Linked DNA regions of Sus scrofa: region 1 is linked to region 2. Evidence: chromatin contacts called from public Hi-C data. All regions are on one chromosome and are shown on one strand. The core of a region is the stretch at or near the end of the contact, and the rest is flanking DNA. Distances in the headings are between cores, read along the strand shown. Region 1 has its middle 100 kb from the start of ARHGAP28. Region 2 overlaps ARHGAP28 (rho GTPase-activating protein 28).

Evidence for each region. A called contact is a pair of places that touch in the nucleus more often than the background predicts.
Region 1: a contact with region 2 is called in a Hi-C map of embryonic fibroblasts, with 3 times the contacts expected there. The contact joins two enhancer-like sites. A contact is called at or near these places in 23 of 47 Hi-C or Micro-C datasets (adipocytes, alveolar macrophages, brain and 13 more) and 1 of 2 datasets of contacts at active chromatin or transcription factors (skeletal muscle).

What each region holds. Positions count from the first base shown.
Region 1 is chr6:100,778,711-100,784,397 of Sscrofa11.1, reverse strand. No RefSeq gene overlaps it. Among named protein-coding and RNA genes, the nearest start is that of ARHGAP28, 100 kb to the right of the region's middle. Within about 2 kb of position 4,382, at least 11 of the 83 cell types and tissues checked have an H3K27ac peak or open chromatin away from gene starts, as enhancers often do. A contact at or near this core is called in embryonic fibroblasts, where this site is marked.
Region 2 is chr6:100,513,413-100,519,500 of Sscrofa11.1, reverse strand. ARHGAP28 (rho GTPase-activating protein 28) reads left to right here. Exons shown (of 20, transcript XM_021096082.1): 14 at 4,060-4,142. Among named protein-coding and RNA genes, the nearest start is that of ARHGAP28, 160 kb to the left of the region's middle. Within about 2 kb of position 3,265, at least 5 of the 83 cell types and tissues checked have an H3K27ac peak or open chromatin away from gene starts, as enhancers often do. A contact at or near this core is called in embryonic fibroblasts, where this site is marked.

The DNA.
Region 1 (5,687 bases), core at 3,133-5,632, 260 kb before region 2:
CAAAATATTTTTTATTACAAAGGGGCATTTGGTCTTACAGGGTTGAATTGTTTTCCATTGCAAGACACATCCTGGATTTGAAGATGTTGAAGTATGAAAAGAGTTGGGGCTCAGAACTGATAAAATAATATCAGTTATAATAATAGCAGCTACTTTTGCTAAGCAATGTTCTACAAGCTTTTGCACGCAGTATCTCATTTAATCCTCACACACAATAAACTGCAAAGTGGGCATGTGCAAAACAGTGGGATACAATATTTTCCCCAGGCCGTGGAGTAAGTGTGTGCTTGCTTTGGGATTTGGATCTGGATCAACTTTAATCCCATACTCCTTTCTCCTAGTCAAGCCACCCCAGCTCTGTCCATGTTGCTCTCAAGGTGGAAGAATCCATGATTCCTCTCCATTCATGAGAAATTCCCACAAGAAGAGCAGCCTCTTTCTCAAACCCAGTTCTCCCTCCTTGAGCATAAAGAAGTAGGTTGAGCATGAAGGCTGAGGAAGAAAGGCATTTCCTTCTCCTGCGGGGTCAACACATGGAGACATCCTCACGGCGCTGGGCCAGAAGGATAGTCACACCTGACCAAACATGAGCCTCCATTTCACAGGCTTTCCAATTTTTTGGACTATGACCCAGGAGTAGAAATACATTTTTTTTCACATAAAAAAATGAGGTAAAATTCATGTAACATAAAATTAACTCCATGAAAGTGTACATAAGTTGGTGATATGTAGTCAGTTCACAATGTTGTGAGACCATGACCTCTTCCTAGGTTCAAAACATTGTCATCATCCTCAAGGACCCATTGCAGCAATTCAACAGTCACTCCTACCCCCATACCTTTCTGCCCATAACAACCACTATCTGCTTCCTATCTGTATGGATTTATACCCTATTCTGGATATTCTCTGCACATGGCCATTCTCTGCACATGACCTCACACGTTATGTGAGGTTTCATGTCTGGCCTCTTTCACTTAGTGCTGTTTTTGAGGATCATCTGTGTTGCAGCATCAGCACTACCTCTTTTCTGTGTGTGGCTGAATGATAACGCATTGCATGGCTGTAGCACATCTTGCTTATCCACTCATCCATTGATGACTTTTGGTTTGTTTCTACCTTTTGGCTATTGTGAAGGGTGGGACTATGATTATTTGTGTACCATACTTGTTCGAATACCTATTTTCAATTCTTCTGAGGAGTGGAATCACCGGGTCCTAATAAGTCTATGATAATTAGATAAATATCATATGATATACTTCTACATTTAACTTTTTGAGAAAATGCCGAACCGTTTTTCACTTCAGCAGCATCATCTTACATTCCCATCAGTTATGCACAAGGGTTCTGATTTCTTCCCATCCTTGCCAGCACTTGTAATTTTCCATAGTTTTTCCCAAATATAGCCATCCTAATGGATGTGAAAAGTACACTTAAAAAGTATACGTATTTTACATTACAGCCTAGTCGTCCAGACAAAGAAAAAAAAAATAACTAAAATAAGAGCTTCACAAAATAATACAGTACCCTGATATTTTCTATGCTATTATAGCATAATCTATCCTATTTCGTTTCTCTTAAAGAATCCTGGTTGCAACTCACTAAATTGATTTCATTATCCACTAAAGGGTCATGATCCACTGTTTCAAAAATCATTGCTCCATTTGGATGCACAATTTTTTTTCTAGGAGCTCATTGCTCCATTTGGATGCAAAAGTTTTTTCTAGGAGCTCCATGAAAGATAGAAATGGTTTCCTGTTGTGAGTACTAGATGACATCTTATTATGCAGCAAAGAAAATCATAATTTATATCATGGGCAGAGTATGTTGAATATCTCAATGTTTTTGGAAGAGTGTTGGTCCAAAGGGTAGAAGTTATTTCTGATTCTGAACTTTGTGTCTGAAACACTTTTCTGAGATTTATTTTTGCAGCCAGTAAAGGAAGGTAATAATGGACTGCACATGCAGCTGGAGGCCTGTGATGAAGAATGGATAACAAGGGAGATGGTTGTGGTTTGCCAACGGTGAAGTGTGATCAACAGTGAATTGTTTCTTAAGTGTGTCCACCAGAGCCTGCTTGTACAGCTCTGGTAAATAATGGTCCATAAATAGTAACGGCCAGGACAAGCACATTCGTTGGCTGCTTGTTAGGTGTCAGGCAGAGTTCAAGGCCCTTGGCCTGCATTAACTCACCTAGTCTTCATAAAAGCCCTAGAGCTAAGTACTGGTGACAATGGCCCCCTTTACAAATGAGATTCAAGGTATAAGGTAACTTAGTAACAGGTAACTTCACCAAAATTCTATCTTTAGGAAGAGGCAGAATTAGGTTCAAATCCAGAAAGTCTGGTTCTTGGGCCTGAACGCTTGACTGCTGTGCTAAACTCCCTATTGAGTTAAGGCAGAAATCAGAATTTTATATCAGTGCTTCTGACCATGTATAAAGTTTCCTATAGCATAGTGTCTTTGCAAAAATTTTTTTTTGTTGGTTTTTTTTTGTTTTTTGTTTTTGTTTTTTTTTTTTTTTTTTTTTTTTTTTGGATTTTTTAGGGCTGCACCTGTGGCACATGGAGTTTCCCAGGCTAGGTGTCTAATCAGAGCTACAGCTGCTGGCCTACACCACAGTCACAGCAACATCAGATCTGAGCCACATCTGTGACCTACACCACAGCTCATGGCAACGCTGGATCCTTAAACCACTGAGTGAGGCCAGGGATCAAACCCACAACCTCATTGTTACTAGTCAGATTCATTTCTGCTGCACCACAATGGGAACACCTCTTTGCAAATTAAATGCTTATCTGAGAATAATCAGTGAAGAAAAAAATGTACTTTTTTTTTTAGCATCAGCTTTTGGTGAAACAATGTCATCAACAAGTCCCTCCAAGGAAGAATGAGATGTTAGTTTTGATGCTTATAGACTAACAGAAGGTTTTCTGGTGTGTGTGTGTGTGTGTGTGTGTGTGTGTGTGTGTGTGTGCATGCGTGAATTTGCTCATGCAAACTTCGCAGAGAGAGACCAGCTCCCTAGCAGGAGTCAAGATGTGGTTGTTCAGGAACAGTAAAGGAAACCCAAGGACAGAGGAGACCAGGGGCTGAGCAGCATCACGGCCTCTGAGCACTGCCCTGCTGCCCCCATGCTGACATTAAACATTCCCCATCTCTGGGAATTCGCTCCTGGCCTGGCATCAGGAGAGCCTGTCCAGCCTGCAGGACAGAGATAAGCCTAAAGCCAGCCTTTGAGTCTGGACACTGGGGAAGGCTTCCATGGGCTAAAAGCCTGACAATTAATTGTCAGCTGCAGTGAGTAGGGAACTAGGCGTCTCTGACTTTGATTTCTTTATCAGATCAGTTGGGTTGAAGTATCCCTGTAAGCAAATGTAAAAGACACGGGGAATTTTGTAACCCAGACAGGGGCCAGGAATCCTTGCCTTTCAGGCCAGAGGCTAAATCCTCACCAGGAGGTGCTGTGTGCACAGGAACTGGCACCTCCCCGCTCCCAGGAGGCTGCCCCACGTCTATGTTTCTAAAGAACTGAGGTGCCAGATTGAGCAAGAGCCAGGCTGCTCTCTGGCTCTGGCTGAACTGGGCTAATCAGAAACAGGTCCATCTGATCTGCCAGCCATTTCCACTGAGACCAGGAGGAAAGCCCTGACCACAGGCTCCCACGTGTTGCCTGGATCGACAGTCAGATAATGCTGGGTTTTGCCATCACCAGGAAAGCCTCTGTGTCTGCTTAAACGAGGGGAAAAAAAAAAAGAAAGAGTTGACTGGCTCACAAATGGCTGTCTCTGTGATGTGTTTCTGAATTAAGAGGAACGGCTGCTTTTTCCAGGTTCCTCTCTTTCATCATTCATGCAGAATGACTTCCTGCTGACAAATTCAAGTTTTTCTGAGGTTTCCAGGCTGAAGCGATCCTTCCCTGTCATCAGCCGCCGCCAGAGCGTGTGCGTGGCCTCCATGACCCGGCTGCCAGCAGGGTGTCCGATGCTGAGTGCAGAGAACACGCTGAACTCTTCTGCTTCCAGCCTGTGAACCTCTCAGTAAGCTTCAGAATACCTGGGTCTGAACAGAGAAAGTTCAGAACACCTTTCCTAGTCAGAAAAGTCTTGCACGGCGGGGAAAAAAAAATACCTAGTCCCACTTCACAGGTACCTGGAATTCATGAAATCCGAGGACTTCGCTCATTCAACTTTCAACTGAAAGCTCAAGCACAAAACACCAAAGGCTCACAGAGAGAGGGATCAGGACCCGGCAGCCGGGGAAGATGTGCGCCAGCAATCGCTTGGGAAACCCCATTATTTTGCGGGCCTTTGACAGCCCATGGCTCTGTTTTCTGTGATTCAGATTCGCTGACCACACCACATCAACTCTCAGATTGTTCTACGGTGAATGCAAGGTTCCAGTGGGCTGGCCTGTGTGATTAGTTCATTCTAGATCCCGGCTTTCTGTAGTAGTGCTGCCTAGTTTTTTTCCTCCCGAGCATATCTGCTTCAGGAAGCGTGGAGAGAAGAGAGGTTGATGGGAAAATCCTATCAAGTGACAATGACATGTCCTGGTGGAAAAAGTTCTGGGCTAAACAGATTCGGGGTTTTACTGTTAAGCTAACATGAGATTACCTATCCTAACAAGATTTAAGCGTCGTGTTTTTCTAAATGCTCTTTCATTTGTGTTAAAACGGGGGGAGGGGGATATGACATCTAACCCTTTTTTCCTGAGAAAATAATCACCATCCTCCATGCTTTGCCAACAAAAATCTGTTTTCCCCTCATTTATTATGGGAGCTCCAGTATCTGCAACTTGGGAAAATCACCACTGTAGCCAGGATATTTGTTTGGTTTTGCCTTTGGCCTTTTTGTGCGGGAGTGATATGTACACATGTGAGTACACATGCATTTGTGTGTGCCATGTGCCCAGGTGTTACTTGAAGGTGAGGCACTCTCAGAAGTGTAAGAAATCATCACAACCATTTACAAGGAAGAAGTTCTTCCTTTTCATTCTCTGGACCTTTCATAATTTTGTGTTTTTCATTTTACATTGACCTATCAACCACCTACTATGTTTTAAAAAACTGTTCAGATTTGTTCATTGGAAAGATGAGATCTGTTTAGTCCTTTGCCATTGAACATTACTTTTTCTTTTATTAAGATATAGTTGATTTCCAATGTTTCTTCAAGTTCTGTTGTACAGCAAAGTGACCCAATCACACACAGTTCCCTGTGCTATACAGTAGGGCCCCATTGCCCACACATTCCAAATATAACAGCGTGCATCCAAAAAAATTTTTATATTTGCCATTAAACCATTTTAAGTGAATCATTTGCTTATAACTCTCTGAAGAGTAGATTTGCTTACGTGTGATTTTTTCCCCAAAGTCTGTTTTCAGTTTATCTATTAAAAACAAAGAGGGAAAAAAAAAAAATAGACAGCAGGCTTGGGGGTGGGGTGGGTGGGAGAGAAGATGAGAGAGGGCTGCCGTTTTAGCATCCAGAATTCTGAAATAAAAGACTAAGATGGAAAAAGCCCCAGAACTGCTGTGTGTTTTCTGAGGTTGCCAATTGTCCTTTGTGGAATATTTTCATGCTATCACAGGGGAACAGCGCACACCAGGGCGGATTCTGTTTTCTGTGGCTAAAACCTCTATCTCCTATTTCCAGAAGCAGATACACAAATGAAGTCCCATGTCCTTCTGG
Region 2 (6,088 bases), core at 2,016-4,515:
GCGGCCCTAGAAAAGGCAAAAGACAAAAAATAAAATAATAATAATAATAATATGTACTATAATATGTTTAAGAGAAACAATGAATTATTTTCATTCTTTTTTTTATTTCAGATATTGTATATTTGCAGTTACAGAATGTCCAGTTGCTACTGTTAAACTATTTTTTATTTACCTGCTGCGATTGCATTATCTTTTCATTTTTTTCTTTTTTTTTTTTTTGCCTGGGCGGAGCACACCTACAGCATATGGAGGTTCCCAGGCTAGGGGTCGAATCGGTGCTACAGCTGACGGGCTACGCCACAGCAATGTGGGATCCAAGCTGCATCTGCAACCTACACCACAGCTCACAGCAACACCGGATCCTGAAGCCACTGACCAAGGCAAGGGATCGAACCTGCGTCCTCATGCATACTGGTCAGGTTCATTACTGCTGAGCCACAACGGTAACTCCCGTCATTCAATATAAGCATATTTTCCCTTCCATCATTGGGCACAGTTATGATAGCTGCTTCAGCATCCTTGTCTGCTAGTTGCAACATTTGAGTCATCTGAGGCTTGGTCTCTATTGATTGTCACTGTTTATGTCAAAGTAAGTTTAAGCTGAATCCAAAACATTGTGAATATTTTGGAGACTCTGCATTCTGTGATATTTCTCCAAAGAGTAGGGTTTTTTGCTTGGTTTGTTTGGGTTTTTTTGTATTGAAGCAGATAATTTGCTGTTCACTCCTTACCTGTGGTACTCCACAGAGGCATAGTTTATGGGGTGGGCCAAGATTTGGGTGGATTTTATACTAGATTTAGGGCCTTCTATTTCTTGACCTTTCTTTTCCAGGACTCCCCATAAATTCCCAATGACTGTGGTCATCCTGACCCCTGTCTGGTAGTTGTCCAGGCAAGAAAAACTATGGTTTTCTTTTGGAATTTTTGGCACCTCGTGTAGCACCATCTATGGCATGACCACAAATTAAAAGCCAGAAACAGGAGTTCCCGTCATGGCTCAGTGGTTAATGAATCTGACTAGGAACCGTAAGGTTGCAGGTTCGATCCCTGGCCTTGCGCAGCGGGTTAAGGATCCAGCGTTGCCGTGAGCTGTGGTGTAGGTCACAGACGAGGCTCGGATCCCACGTTGCTGTAGCTGCGGCGTAGGCTGGCGGCTATAGCTCCGATTCGACCCCTAGCCTTGGAACCTCCATATGCCGCGGGAGCGGCCCAAGAAATGGCAAAAAGACAAAAAAAAAAAAAAAAAAAAAAAAAGCGAAACTCTCCCTGTGCCATTCCCTAATTCCAAGTGTCCAATCCTCTCCTAAATCTGCCTGCTTTTGTTCATTCGCCAGTGCTTCAGGTGGTTGTCCTTTGAACTTTGTCCAGAGTTTATCGTGGTCTTAAAGAGGATTGATTGGGGAGGAGCTTCCTCAGCCATATTAGAAGAAGAACGTCCTGCCTTTGTTTATAAAGTCAAAAGAACATAGCATCTTCTGTGAAGTTTCCTCTTCTAGAAAATGGGCTGTAGAAATTACCTTGATGTGCTCAACAACTCATCAAAACAAGTTGATGCCACAGAAGATGTTTTTTGTTTTTGTTTCTCTTTTTTCTTTTGCTCTTATGGAATTATACAAGGAGAAGTCAAATCTCCCATGAAAGACCTATTCAGAAAATCCTATTCAAGAAGAAGACCATATTTAAATTAGTTTTTCTTAATATCATTATCCAGAGATTGAAGCCGGTATACTTCAATGAGAAGAGAAAATCTGGAATATATCCTGAAAAGGTTCATAGGAGAGTCCACATCCACATTTCTTTCTTTCTTTTTTTTTTTTTTTTTTGCCTTTTCTAGGGCCGCTCCTGCGGCAAATGGAGGTTCCTAGGCTAGGGGGTGTAATCAGAGCTGTAGCCACCAGCCTACACCAGAGCCACAGCAACTCGGGATCCGAGCCACGTCTGCAACCTACACCACAGCTCACAGCAACACTGGATCCTTAACCCACTGAGTGAGGCAAGGGATCGAACCCACCACTTCATGGTTCCTAGTCGGATTTGTTAACCACTGTGCCACGACGGGGACTCCCCACATTTCTTTTATGACTTTGAAAGTGAAAAAATACTATATTGCAGCGATTGATTTCATCCCAGCCAACCCCACAGGAAGCCCAAAGTTCTGGGCTCCTACCAGCGGGGAAGATGGCCTTTTTTTGCCACCTGGAGTGAGCTCTCCTTGGAACAAGATTTTCTGAAAGGAAGAACCATGCACATGTGTGTGTTTAAGCTGCCCCTATTTTTACTCTGAAACAGAGTTCAGGAATGTAGAGTCTTTTCCAGTGGTATAATTACTTTCTCTTTTCAAACATGGTCCAAAAAGTGCTCATAAAATTAAAAGACTAAGAGTTCATCAATCAAACCTGAGGTACTTTCATGAGAAGTTTAATAACTTTCTGGGAAAATAATGACCGCAGGGGGAATAAAAAAGACTCTTAACTAGGATGCAGTAAATGAATTAACTGCAAAACTATTAACCACAAAACAGTGTAAAGCTAGGTTTCCTAAATAAAATGAAAATGGATTATTTGCCAGTTTAGATTTTTTGTCTTAAGGGAAATTTCACAGTTGATCTGAAATTAATGCAAGTACAGAGCCTGCCTCTGCATCTATTGTTCCCCCCAGAGGCTTTTTGGGGGCACCATTGAAAAATTATAGACAGCCCTTAGTCTGCGATTTATGCATTAAAATAATGTCTCATGTCTCCCCACATGCTTTGTACTGAGCTATGCTTCTGATAGCGCCTGTTAATCAGGCAAACTCACGTCAGCATGCATTAGCCATTTTCAAAAACATCCTGGACCTGTGTCATTTTTGTTTACAAATTTGACATAAATGTTTAGAAATCCACTTGGGGATTGTGCTGAAAGTATACAATGTGAGCCTATAAATACTCCTCCCAGATGTTCCTTCATTACGTGGTGACATACGCCAGTCCTTTACGCCTCACTTGAGTGCACGTGACCTCCTGTGACCTAGTCACTTGTCACAGGAGTGTTTCCACTACTGTAACTAAGGAGCTCTATAGGCAGCTGGCTGCCTTGATCCATTGACTGTAAATTGACAGGTTTTCCGTCAACTTGAGACCTCCCCAGAGATTGCGGAACATAACCCCTCCCTCCAGAAACTCCCCACCCTGAGACCATTTTGAAGAGAACACAGAGACCAGGCAAAGCCCCATGCTCAAATATACCCTACATTTTCAGCACAGCTGGTTGTGGATTATCCAGTTGTGGATGGAATTCCTAAGATCCTCTCCCTAAAAGAGGAAGAGCCAGTATTGAGAACACACAGTAGCAGAAGGCCAACCCTCTGGCGCCATCTTCTGTCACTGCCAGGGAATAAACTACTCAAGAATCTCCTTAGCTCTAACTACGGTCACTTTCCCTTGATGTTCATTTTAGATCCAAAATAAGCATCATTGATCATAATAACAAGAGCATACACATAGAGAGGGGACTGTGTACAGGCACTTGTGGAAACACTCTAGACATTAACTCAGTCTTCCTAACAGTCCAGTGAGGTGGGTCTGGTGACTATTCCCATTTTACAGATCATAACATAGAAGCAATGAATGGTTAAATAGCCTGCCCAGGTCACTCAGTGATGAAGTAATAGACGCAGGATTTGAATCTGGTTCTAGAATCTGTGTTCGTAATAATTATGCTGCTGCTTCTTTCTATGGAAGCAAGATTTATTTTCTCCTGAATTGAACTTCATGCTCGCTGTTTGTAGCATAAAAGTAAAACAAGTACTTTGCAAGGAGAAGTGTTATGTAGATCCAGAGCTATTTTGAGGACCTCCTTGGCCACCTGCCTCTACATTGGCATCCTGAGGAGCTCAGGAGGAGTTGACAGACTGAAGCCCTTGTCCAAGTGAATGGATTTATGATGTTGGACATAAAACTTGAGTCTCTCCCACTGGAAGCTGTCAGGGCCCTCCTGTGCCACCAGATGCCAGCAAGAAGGGCTGCCTGGATGCATCAGCATTGTTCAAAATGTGTGGTTATTTCTGTTTTCTTGTTAGGAGGGCCGCACATCAAAGTACAGTTTCAAGCCTTACACCTCATGGTCATGGCGCTGCCTGATGCCAACAGAGACACAGCCCAGGTAAGTGGTCTGGACCTGAGAGTCTGTCATCAACGCTTATGGGTCAGAGGAAGGGGCTCCAATGGCACAATGACAACTGAGATGACAGCTTATCAACCTGCTGAGCATGCAGCCAACCTGTTGCCTTTCCGTGTTCCCACTGCTGTTCTCCTAGGATGCCAGGAAAGAAGATACAACCTGAATCTTCTTTAAACTTTTCTGTTTCATTCGCTCCATCTATTAGAGATTTTGATCATCTACCACATGCCAGGCACGGGGCTCAGGTTAAGAGTAGGAGGAAAAAAAGCAAAGACGGAGGACCTAAGCAGAATAACGTCAGGAGTAAATGAGACCGCTGTGGAAATTATAGAATATAAGGTTGTTGGTCCTCAGCTGCCCCCTTCAGTCCAGTGGCAAAAGATCTCACAAGTGTCCTTGGGAAGGAAATGTGAAACCCCTGATTTAAATGAAATTTCTAGACTGCTCATGTCTTACCCTTTATGAAGATAATTTAGTTTAAAGAATTATGGCTTCTCAGAATTTGAGATCTCCTCATGGGATCTTCTTATGTTCCAGATGAAGAAAATTAAGCTCAGAAAAGCGATTTCTCCATGAATATATGATAGGACATTTGATGGAATTAGAGCCCATAGTACTCCATTCCTCACTCCTTCCTTTTATTTCACATTCATTTCTTTGCTTTATGTTTATAAAAATCAAAGTTTCCATTTGCAGTTTTGATAATGATTCTGTATACAATAGAAAATCTGTTCTAAGGGCAGTGGATGCTTGGAAACTTCCAAATGAAATCAAGGTGAGAATGAGTTGGAAAGAATCCATAATTTTGAGACCCATAAACCTGCCAAAAACAAAGATGCTTCTTAAAGTCACCCCCTTGTGAGACATTTCAGTTTGGTGAGGACCTCTCCTCCCATACACAGAAACCATCTGTGTCAGTCATTATATTCTCTGTCCAAGGATGGAGATTGGCTAAGGGATGAGAATGTCTGTTTCTAATACTATTTGGTAACTTTCAAAAAGCTAGAAATTTATTAGCTTTGTTTCTTTGGCTTTGTCCAAACAATGTCTTTTAATCCACTTAAAAAAAAAAAAAAAGAATTCAGTGTGTCAGGGGTCAAGATGTCATCTCCCCTTTCACATAACTGAGGATGTAGCATTATCAAAAAATTTGGTACCTTGCTAATAGAAGATCTTCTGTCTCTCTCACTCTGTCCCATCCTTAATTGTGACTGGAATGAAAAATCAAACCTAGTGTTCTGTAAAGATCAAGATTTCTGGCCCAAGAGTCAGGCTTTCTTGGATCCGGTCCTGGCTCTGACATAACTGGTGCTAGTCAAAGTTACTCAGTCCCTCTCCACTTTGGTTTCCTCATCTATAAAACAATATCAGTAATAGTACCTACCTCATAGGGTTTGGAAGGATGTTAAAATGAGTGCATGTATTTATGTAAAGTAGTAAGAATAATACCTAGCTCACAATAAACCTTGAAATAAATGTGAGGTGTTGCTACTAGTATGTGCTATTTTCTCATTACAGATACTGTAGCAGAATTCAAACTTGGGAAACCAAAGAGCATTGCTTTTTAGGATTTCAGTCCTCTTGGTGAATTTCAGGAAGTTCTGACAAGCCTTTATACTTTAAAGGCCCAGCCAAATTTTATTAAGCTTTCCCAGTTTTTTTTTAATGCTGAGCACAGCTGCATGTAATCATTTCCCTTTGGTCTGCTGAAGATTCCAGAATTGAAGTGCAGTAGCAAAATAACACCCAGAAAGTAAAAGTTTTCAACTTTTCAATTGAGATTACTTTTGGACTGAGGCATGAGATACTCATATTTTTGTGGCTTTTCTTTCATTTCTTTCTATCCATTTTACTTTAAAACTTTTTCTTGAGATATCATTGACACATAACAAATTAGTTTCAAGTATACAACATAGTGTTTTGATAGT